2 separate regions of the Callithrix jacchus genome follow, and region 1 is linked to region 2. The links are chromatin contacts, called in public Hi-C maps. All regions are on one chromosome and are shown on one strand. Each heading gives the region's core, a stretch centred on a gene start, on an enhancer-like site or on the middle of the called end of the contact. The rest is flanking DNA. Distances are from core to core; before and after follow the strand shown.

Region 1 (4,588 bases), core at 1,737-4,236, 180 kb after region 2:
ACTAAATTGTTACTAAACTATATTATCTTAAAATAATATTATCTGAATCTTATTCTGGTTTCACTACTTACAACTTTGACATGGGTTAGAATGACATGTAATTTTGTACCAACCAAGGGAAAAATACTTTTTAAGCAAAAAAATGGCATATGACTGCCACAGGGCTTCCATTCTCAAAAGAAAAAAGAATTTTATAAGGCTCTACTTATAAAATATAATTGCAATAGAGTACACTAGTGCTGAAGAGGCTGATGGTGTGATATACTACACAGGAATTATCTTATGCAAAGGCAGGCCCTACTTAATTAACAGCATAAGGTTTAGTTAATTTGGTTTAACTTACATGAATAAGATTTTATATTTTGGAAGTAAATCAGACCTTACTTCCTTGTTATTCTAAATTGGTATTCTGACAGATAGTTGAGAGAGAATGAAAACCTGATTAAGAATCTTTTCAAAGAAATAAGATCTCAGCCTGGAACAGTGGCTCACACCTGTAATGCCAGCACCCTGAAAGGCGCCTTTGCAGGAGAATCACTTCAGGCGAGGAGTTTGAGACCAGCCTGGGCAAAACAGTGAAACCCTGTCTCTACAGAAAAAAATTTAAAAAAATAGTTGGGCATAGTGGCATACATCTGTAGTCCCAGCTACTCTAGAGGCTGAGGTGGGAGGATCCCTTGAACCCAGGCAGTCAAGGCTGCAGTGAGCTGTGATAGAGCCACTGCACCTAGCCAGGGTGACTTAGTGAGACCCTGTCTCAAACAAACATCACTGAAACTCATTCTCTCTAGTTGGGCTTGACTTAGAACTGAATACATTAAGCAAAAAATTAACACTGGTCAGTTTTTAAAAACAGTGAGAATGCTAAGCTGGATACAGTGGCTTGTAGCTTATAGTCCCAGCTACTCAGATGGTGAGGAGGAAGGATCCCTGGAGCCCAGGAGTTCAAAGAGGCAGTGAGCTATGACAGTGCCACTGCATTCCAGCTAGGCCAGAACAAGACAATGTTTTTTAAAAAAAAGACCTTAGGAAAACTTGCAATGATGTTTATATCAAATATCTTACTATGCTATTTATTTAAGCCAGATAAATGACCAAATCCAGTCCAATTTACAGATTTTAAAGCTGAAAGGGCATTGGAGATGGCCTACTATGCTTTCTACATACCTAAGTAGAAACATGCTCAGAGTGATTTATCAGAGTATACATATCATTACTCAACCAAGACTTGTGAATCTTAGTTCACGAGCTCGACTCTCTCAGAAGCAGCACACAACCTAGATCCCAAGCACTTGCTGTTCACAATAGGGTTCGCACCATGAGAATCTAATGATGCTGCTGATCTGACAGTAGGCAGAACTTAGGCAGAGATGCTCACTCACCCATCGCTCACCTCCTGCTGTGTGGTCCAGTTCCTAACAGGCTACAAAGCAGGTACCAGTCTTTGGCTGGGGTCTACATTACAGCTAAAGAGCTACAGAGGCTTTCTCCTTATGTGCCCTTTCTTCCTGCCCAAGACTTCTGTGCTTTTAACCAGGGATGCAGCACTGCAAGTATCCAGAGGCAGTAACTGGGAAAACCATCTACCATGATTAAAACACGTGTTGGCCTCCAGAATGATGAATGTTAAAATAATACATTCTGATCACATCTTGAATTCACGACTTGGGGAAGTTTCAGAAAAATCAGTTACCTCTAGTAAGTATTTAGTGCACACAATCCAGTGACTGAGTCTGCTTTTTTCTGGCTATTAGAAGTACAGGCTAGGCCTAAGCAGCATAGGCTTTGAAACTATCACCTAGGTTTTCAAATAAAAATGAGTTAGAAAACACTGCTGGTAATACAACATTATAAACATTAACATATGCCCGAGGAACAGTATCATAGATGGTTAGATTATCTGCCAAAAGCCTGTTCCCTAGTAAATAATACTTATTGTTTTACCTAAACTAGTTAAACATGTCGTATCTTGCTCCTCAAAGAGAACATTCTATAGTCTTTGGAGAATTAAACAGTGAAGAGTCTTGCAACATTTGTCAGAGGTAGTCAAACAATGCAAGCAATCACAAAATTTGGTCACCAAGCAAACCAAAGCTAATCTTTCAGTTCCTGTAGATTAGAAGACAGCATTAACTCACTCTTTCTCTTTCTGCATGTTGACTTTTGCATCCCTTTATTTGTGTAATGAAAGAACAAGCACCTCTATGGGAACTCAGTGCCCTGACAGTTTAATTACTTGTCAAGTTTACTCTGGGCAGGTAGTGATCATTCTTTCGTGAAATGAGTTAGGTACTTATTAAAAACAAACAACAAAACCCTCCTTTTCACATAGCATGGCGGCATTTCCCTTGGTAACAAGGTTGAGTGGATCCACCAAGGCCCAGCAGCCTGCCCCCTTTACCTAAGAATTGTAACTACTGTCCACCCAGAAGAGAGGCGTGAGGTGGGATGTGAACCAGAATGAACTCGTCGGAATCGTCAAGAGTCGTTGTGTGACCCTCACCTTGGCTTCGGGCAGTTTGTGGGGACCCAACTGCTTTCTTGCCGCCGCTTGAGTTTCCCGCAGCCAAACACCTCACCCACCCGGGACCCTCCAACTGTCCGGCTAGAGCAGGGGATGGGGGTTGTCTGTCGATCGACATCGGGGTCAAAGGCTAAAGTCCATAGCCGCTTCGGAACCGTTCGAGTCCTGAAGCCGCTCCACGCCTCCTCGGTCACCACCTGGTCCCCGCAGGACGCGGTAGTCTCGGGCTCCAGCCCGGAAGGGAGCGCGGTTGCCCTCACCCGCCCCGCGCGGCCTCACCTGCCGCTCCCCGGATATCTCAACACCGCCCTGTCCCCGCCCCGCACCCGCCCACGTCCTATAAGTAGAGGTCCCAAGCCCCACGCAGCAATGGCGCAGCCGGAAACTGACCCCTGGACTTCCTCCCGCTCGGCTGGCGGGTCAAGACGCCTGTGGGCGGGACGCAAAGGCCGCGACTTCCGCCTTCCTGCTTCCGGTCAGGCGGTGAGTCGGGAGTGGGATCCGAGCCCCTGGGGAGATGTAGAGAGGGCAGGTGACAGCCGCGGCAGTGCTTTTCTCCCGGTACCCAGCAGAAACGGCGGAGGCGCCGAGTGTGGCGGGGCCAACCCAGGATCCCCCGGCTCTGCGCTCGCAAGACGAGGGGCTCGCTCTTGCTAAGGCCGAGGGGCAGGGGTGAACGTGGCTCCCGTGCGTCTGCGGCCCGGATAGGGTAAGGAGGGAAGAGTGAGCAAGGGAGAAACGTTAAGAAAGAAGGGAAAGACAAAGGAGGAAGTGCGGATGGTCGTCTAGTGCCATCAGCTGCAGCTGCATGGCCCACGCGGATCTGGTTGGGAGATCGAACCGGGTCGATCTGTTTCGGGAGGAAGAGTAGGATTTATTCCTGAAAGTGGGAGGCGGGGGCGTTTGGGTCCGAAGTTGAGGTGCAGGGAGATGTGTGGCCTGTGGACCATGGCTATTTTACAGCAAAGTTCTTTTGCTTATCTCTGAAACTTAAATTGGTTATTCGCTACTGGTCTGGAGAAGGTGAAGGCAGGTCGATCTCAGTAGTACCTAATTCTGGCTGTATGGGAGAGGTCGTATGAAGTCTGGGAGCTAAGATATTTAACGTATTAGGCACTTTCATATGTGTTCAGTTGAAAATCGTGGGAAGATACAATAAAACCAGTTTTCCTGGGGTAATAGGATTGTGGGTGGATTAGTATAATTTGTTTTGGTTATCTCATTTTCTAAGAAAAGAACATAAATTGTATAATAGACCCCCCAAAACCTTTGAGTAAGGTAAGGTGTTTGATTTATTTAGTGGTGTACCTAATTCAGTAAAGGAATGAATGGCAACATTTTTAGTATAAAAAGTTCAAAATATAGGAATGGGTGTGGTATCAGTGAGCCAACTTGCCTCCTATATGTCAGTGAACTAAAAAAATTTTATTATTGAAATAAGTAACTTAGTAAAATACTTGATTTCCAGTAATTAGGATTTTCTTACAGGGCATTTGCAATTGTAAATTCAAATGAGGAAGAAACAGATATGAAGTTACTGTAACTTACAGGCAATTTTACATGTCATATAGGTTTCTTATATACAATACAGAAATTTTCCATTTAAAATTTTATTAAGTTATCCTGAAAGTTGTGACTTAAATTTTGTTTTCTTTTTTGTATTCTCTCCAACTCACCAACTGTACAGAATTTAAACCATCTCTCAGATGTATACAGTAGAACTCAAGAAGACAGACAATCAAGGGTCATCTGAATCGTGATTGGGTCACTGATAATACCAGGACAAAGTTAGAGATCACTACTGAAGCATAAGGTAGATGATTCTTTAAAAATTCCAGTTGAAATTGTAAGAGGATGTATATACACTCATTCCCTACCCAGGTATTCTAAGTCTGCACTTTGAAAAGAAGTGGACACAAACATGAAAGGTAGAAAAGCCCTGGGGCAAAATAGAAAAACGTCACTCAAGTCACATAATCCTCATTTGCCGGATGCCTTTTCTTACACTCAAAAAGGAACAAAACACATGGCATCTGTTAAGGCTACTTTTTTCATTTATTAAAT
Region 2 (4,880 bases), core at 692-3,191:
GCAGGGGACGCTTTTAAACTAAGGTATTTGAGAAAACTCTCATGATCTGTCAGAGAAAGGAGGGCTGTGCAGCTCTAAATCACAAGTCCTTTTCTCGCCTTTGTCAAACATCTTCTACTTAACGAGCCCTGAAAAGAAATAAAGAGACTCTTTTGTTTGGTTTCTCCTTTTTGGGGGGTGACAGAAAACTGAAAGGGGCACAAATAAACCTGAAAATGAGAACAAAGTGCTGGGTAGTGCCGGGCTGCCGCGCCGGGGGGACGCGGGAGCAGCCGCCGAGCCCTCTGCCTCCAGTTCCTCCTGCAGCCCGCTCACCTCTTTGGCTGCGAGCGGCAAATCCGCAACTGCTGACCGCCGATCGCCCTGGGCACCACGACCTGAACACCCGGCGCAAACAAAACTCGGGCAGCGGGGCACCGGGTCTGCGCCCCGGCCCGCACAGGGGCGTCTAGAGCAGGCTCCACAGAAAAGGAAGCGCGAACGGCTACTTCTCGGGCTCGCGCCCTTTAATTAGAGGGCGTCCTCCAGATGAGTGGTCCCTCCGGAGTCCGGGTCCGGTCACCCGCCACCTCCCCCCTGCGCCGCTCCGAGACTGAGGAGGCGCAAAGAGGAAAAAGACATTGAAACCCAGAACGGCCGGTGGAGCTCTCTGGGGCCAGACGCCACAGCAACCCCGGAGCACCGCGGCCGCTCGCCCGTCGGAGCCCTGGAAGGAGCGGCCGCCGAGCGGCTTTAAATGTATTCTCCTCCTCTCAAAACGCGGGGGGCGGGGGCCAGGAAGAAAAAGGAGCCAGCGACAAGCAATAGGAAAAGGGGGAGCGCCGAGCCGCCCGGCCCCGGCCCGGCCCCGGCCGGCATTGTCTGCGGCCCGCGCCCCCTCCCCCGCCCCGCACGGCCCCACCACACACACCCTCGCGGGAGCCCGGCCGTCCGCCCGCGCCTTTGTCCACATCCACCCCGAAACTGGCGAGCAACCTCCAGGATGTGCTCCCGGGAGGAATGCGGGGAGGGAAGCGCGGGCCCGGGGCGCGGAGCCCGCGAAGGGGCGCGTCCTGCTGATTCATTTCCCATTCGCGCTGGCCCGTCCGGGGCGACGGGGAGCGGAGAAGAGAGGGAGTAAATGGGCGCTCCGCTCCAGAGCACCGTCCGTCCCGGTGAGGGCACCCGCGGTAGTACTGGCGCGCGCGCGGGGCTGGGGGCTGTCTGCAAGGGAGAAGCTGGCGCCCCCCCACCCAGGGACTGACGGACGGACAGACGGTCCCCGGCTGCCCCGTGACTCACCGACTTGCAGGACGTTGTCTACGCAGCCGCTCTCCAGCAGCGCGATACCCCGGCGGAAGGGTAGCCGCGTCTCGTCGCCGCCGTCCGCCGCCCCGGCGGCCCCCACCGACGGGGCCCCGGCCCCCGCGGCGGCGGCGGTGGCGGCGGCGGCGGCGGCGGCCGAGGTGGCGGCCGGGGAGGACGAGGAGCCGCCGCCGCCGCCCGCGCTGCCGCCCGCGCCGCCGGGGCCGCCGCTGTCGTCGCCCGGGCCGCCCGCGGCGCCGCCGCCGGTGTTGAAGGACGAGTACATGCAGATCTCCCGCTCGCTGCGGGGGAAAGACCAATAGACTATGCGGCGCTGCACCGGCTCCGGAATGCGCTCAAAGCGCTCCTCCACGCGCTGGAACGGCCACTTCTCCGCCACTCTGCGCGCCGCGATGTCCAGCAGCGACTCGGGGCTCTGGGTCTTGCCCGGCGGCAGCAGCCCCAGCGCCGCGCCGGCCCCGCACGCCGCCGCCGCCGCCGCGCCGCCCGCGCGTGGGCCGGGTCGACAGGCAGAGCTGTAGCCGCCACCCGCGCCGCCGCCGCCGCCGCTGCTGCCCCCGCCGCCGCCCGGCCGGCAGCAAAGCCGTTTCGCGGGAGGAGGCTGCTGTCCGCGCTCCGCCATGACCGCGCCGCTTCTAACCCGACAGCGGAAGTGCCGGGACCCTATAAACGGCACAAGGAAGCGCGACACGCACAACGCCGTCGCGACGCCACGCTGCCATCTAGGGCCCGTCGCTCCTTGTATGGGCACAAGGGGCGGGGTGTCCTCCGTGACGTAGAGGCTGAGGCGGGGCTCCGATAGGGGGAACCTATGGCCGGGGCGGAGCCTATGCAAATCGCTGGGCTGAAACATAAATAGAGCGCTTGGCCGACACGGGGGTGGTGGGGGCGGGCAGTTTGGGTGCCCGGTGGGCTGTGAGAATGTCAGGCTGCTGTGACGCGGGGGGGGCGGGGCTCAGGCGGGGTTCCCGTGGGAGGGGTGGGCCGCGGGGCCGGGTCTGAGGGTTGGTGGGTCTCTGCGCCCCCTGCCTACTCCACTTCCCCCTCCAGTTCTCTCTCCCTTTGAAGTCGGACAAGTGAGGACGCGCCTCGTGGGTCGCAGCGGGGAGAAAAAGGGAGATGGGGGGTGAGCGAAGGGGAGGGGTCCGAGCTAAATGGGGGGCGGGGCCCACGGGCCCATGCCCCACCCCCCCAGTCAGCCTGCCCTCCGGGGGAAAAGCCTCTGGGCGGAGGAGGCGCTTTCAAAACAAAGAAATGCGGCAGGGAGCCGGGGAGACGCGGGTGGAGAGGAAGGCGGTGGAGGCGTGGCCGAAGCCGACCGACTGCCAGCTTCCCCTCCGGCCGGTCTAGAGAAGCTTTCCCCACCATCCGCCGAAGCTGCGGCGCCGGGGAATGGGAAGAACGGTTGCGTTCGGCGGCGGCTTTCCACTTCACTTTTGCAGACCTAGTGTGAAAGGAGCGCACCCGGTCCGCTGCCCGGCTTGGCTGTAGTGCGCCCATCCACGAGCCCTGCGTCCGCTCTGTCCCGGAGGCAGGGCTGTGCCCGAAAACGCGCAAAGCTCTCGGAACGTGACCAGCAGCCGCGCGACGTGCGTCCGGAGCCGGCCGCCACCGTCCCGTCCTCACTATCTCAGCCCTTAGGGACGGGTAGCCGACCCACTCGCTAGGAGTCGGGGAGCTCCGAATGCCCTGGTGGTCCCCGCGGCCGCGACCTGTCTCCAGGCCGGGGTTTTTCCCTTTCGGGGTGGAACGCAGCCGGGGCTTTGGGTTTATCAGACACACCTTTGTGAGTACACACGCCGCAGGGGCGCGCGCAAGCCCCGCGGGCGCGCGCACACACCGCCCAGCCAGCGGCAGACGGCGGGCCAGGAGGCGGACGGCGGCTTCGGGCGCATTTGGATCTGCGGTGCGGCTCCCACCGCGGCGCCCGGCTGCGCGGAGTCCAGGCGCTCGGGACGCGCGCTGCGCATTCAAGCCGCCTTGGCGGCGCCCGCAAGGCCCGCCTCCCGGGGCCCAGCAGCGTAGGGATGGACGAAGGAGAGCGAGTGCTGAGCGCGGCTCGCGGGTGCCGGGTGCGGACGAAGGCGGAGAAGCGACTCCCTCTCTGAACCGAGAGCCCTGCGGACATTGTTTGCGCTCCACAGAGCTCGGTCAAATCTGCATCCAAGCCGCAGACTTAATTACCGCGTCGGAGACTCGGTTCTTCCCAGCCCCACCTTCTGTTTTTTACTGTAAACCGTGGTGCTGATCCGCTCCCATTGTTGGAGATAAACTGTATCTCCTTTGACACTTTCGCATCTTTTAAGGTTATTGGCTGCTCCCCGCCCGCTTGCCTCGCTGCCTGAATTTAAAGGGATAGCGCGCTTCCGCGTTTTAAAGAAAATCTCCCACTCGGGACCGAGGCCCTGGAGACCTCGAGCTCCACGGCGGGCCTTCAAAAGTCCCAGGCTGTAGGTCGTTGGGGTCGGAAGCTGGCCGACTTAACGCAGCTAGCTAACTTGTTAGGAAAATTTTGGTGACATTATGTTTTTGTATATCCGTCCAGTATTTTTTTGGGCATCTCCTCCATGTCTAGGAAAAAAACCTGTGCGGAAAACTGGAAGATCTTTATGGGCAAGTAGAAAAAGAAGTCTCTTTCCTACAGGGGTTTCATTTTTAGATCTCAATAGGTATAGAAGACAGTAAGTTTAAAAGTAAAACACAAGTTGGGCTCTATTCTATCCAAAAACAGTCATGATGGGACTTAGGCTTGTATAATGTGTAGATTAGCAGGCATTTTCACACATAAACACATAGAATCACTGAACTGGAAAGTCAGCGATGACAAAACTGGTGCCCCCAGACAGGATAAATGACTCATTGGGGTCATAGGGGTTGTTAGTGGAAGAGATTAATTCACAGTGAACGGGAAAACAGGTACCATTGGAAATGCCTAACTTTTAGAGCTTTCGTTATTATAATGAGCAAGAGACTGGATTTAAGGCACCATCGTTTGCTGGAGGGATCTATTATAATTTAGCTCTCTAATTCAGAGACAAAAGAAGGGCCACCAGCTCAGCCTGACCCAGCCGGCCCTCCCTGCACTCTCTGACACCGATTACTGACTCCCTCTTGAACTGGCCCCCTCTCTTGAGTTTCCCAGCAACCTGCCATCCCTCCAGTGTCTCCAACTCCCCTTTTTCCTGCCTCTTTTTTGTTTCTCTTCCTTCAGACCGTTTAATATACGCACTGCCCTGCAGTCTATCACGGTTCTCTTCATTTTGGATGATCCACCTCTTGGAGAGTTTCCACCACCCACCCCACAACGGTTTCCCAAAGTATCATCTCTCTCTCCAGCTCACGTGTTTCTTCCTGGTGGCCAGCTCACTTTTCCATCACCACCAGGATGCCCACGGCCACCTCAGACCCAAAGAACTACCCTTCCCCAGAATCCAGGTTCTCTTCTTTCATATGTTTTTGATACTGTTGCCACCTGTTCCCAGGGCCCCAAGCTTTTTTCCTCTGCCTTTGCCTCTTTACTGCAACTCCCGCAGTTGACTTGTATTGTCTATCCCAGCCCCTCTGGCTGCTCACAG

What was found. A called contact is a pair of places that touch in the nucleus more often than the background predicts.
Region 1: a Hi-C map of skeletal muscle shows a contact between it and region 2, with 4 times the contacts expected there. The contact joins the promoter of SMIM15 here to the promoter of ZSWIM6 in region 2. A contact is called at or near these places in 2 of 3 Hi-C or Micro-C datasets (both in skeletal muscle).

The regions. Positions count from the first base shown.
Region 1 is chr2:148,630,652-148,635,239 of calJac240_pri, forward strand. SMIM15 (small integral membrane protein 15) reads left to right here and starts at 2,987. Exons shown (of 3, transcript XM_017969904.4): 1 at 2,987-3,233; 2 at 4,212-4,337.
Region 2 is chr2:148,454,707-148,459,586 of calJac240_pri, forward strand. ZSWIM6 (zinc finger SWIM-type containing 6) reads right to left here and starts at 1,942. Exons shown (of 14, transcript XM_035291529.3): 1 at 1,282-1,942. The coding sequence starts at 1,927.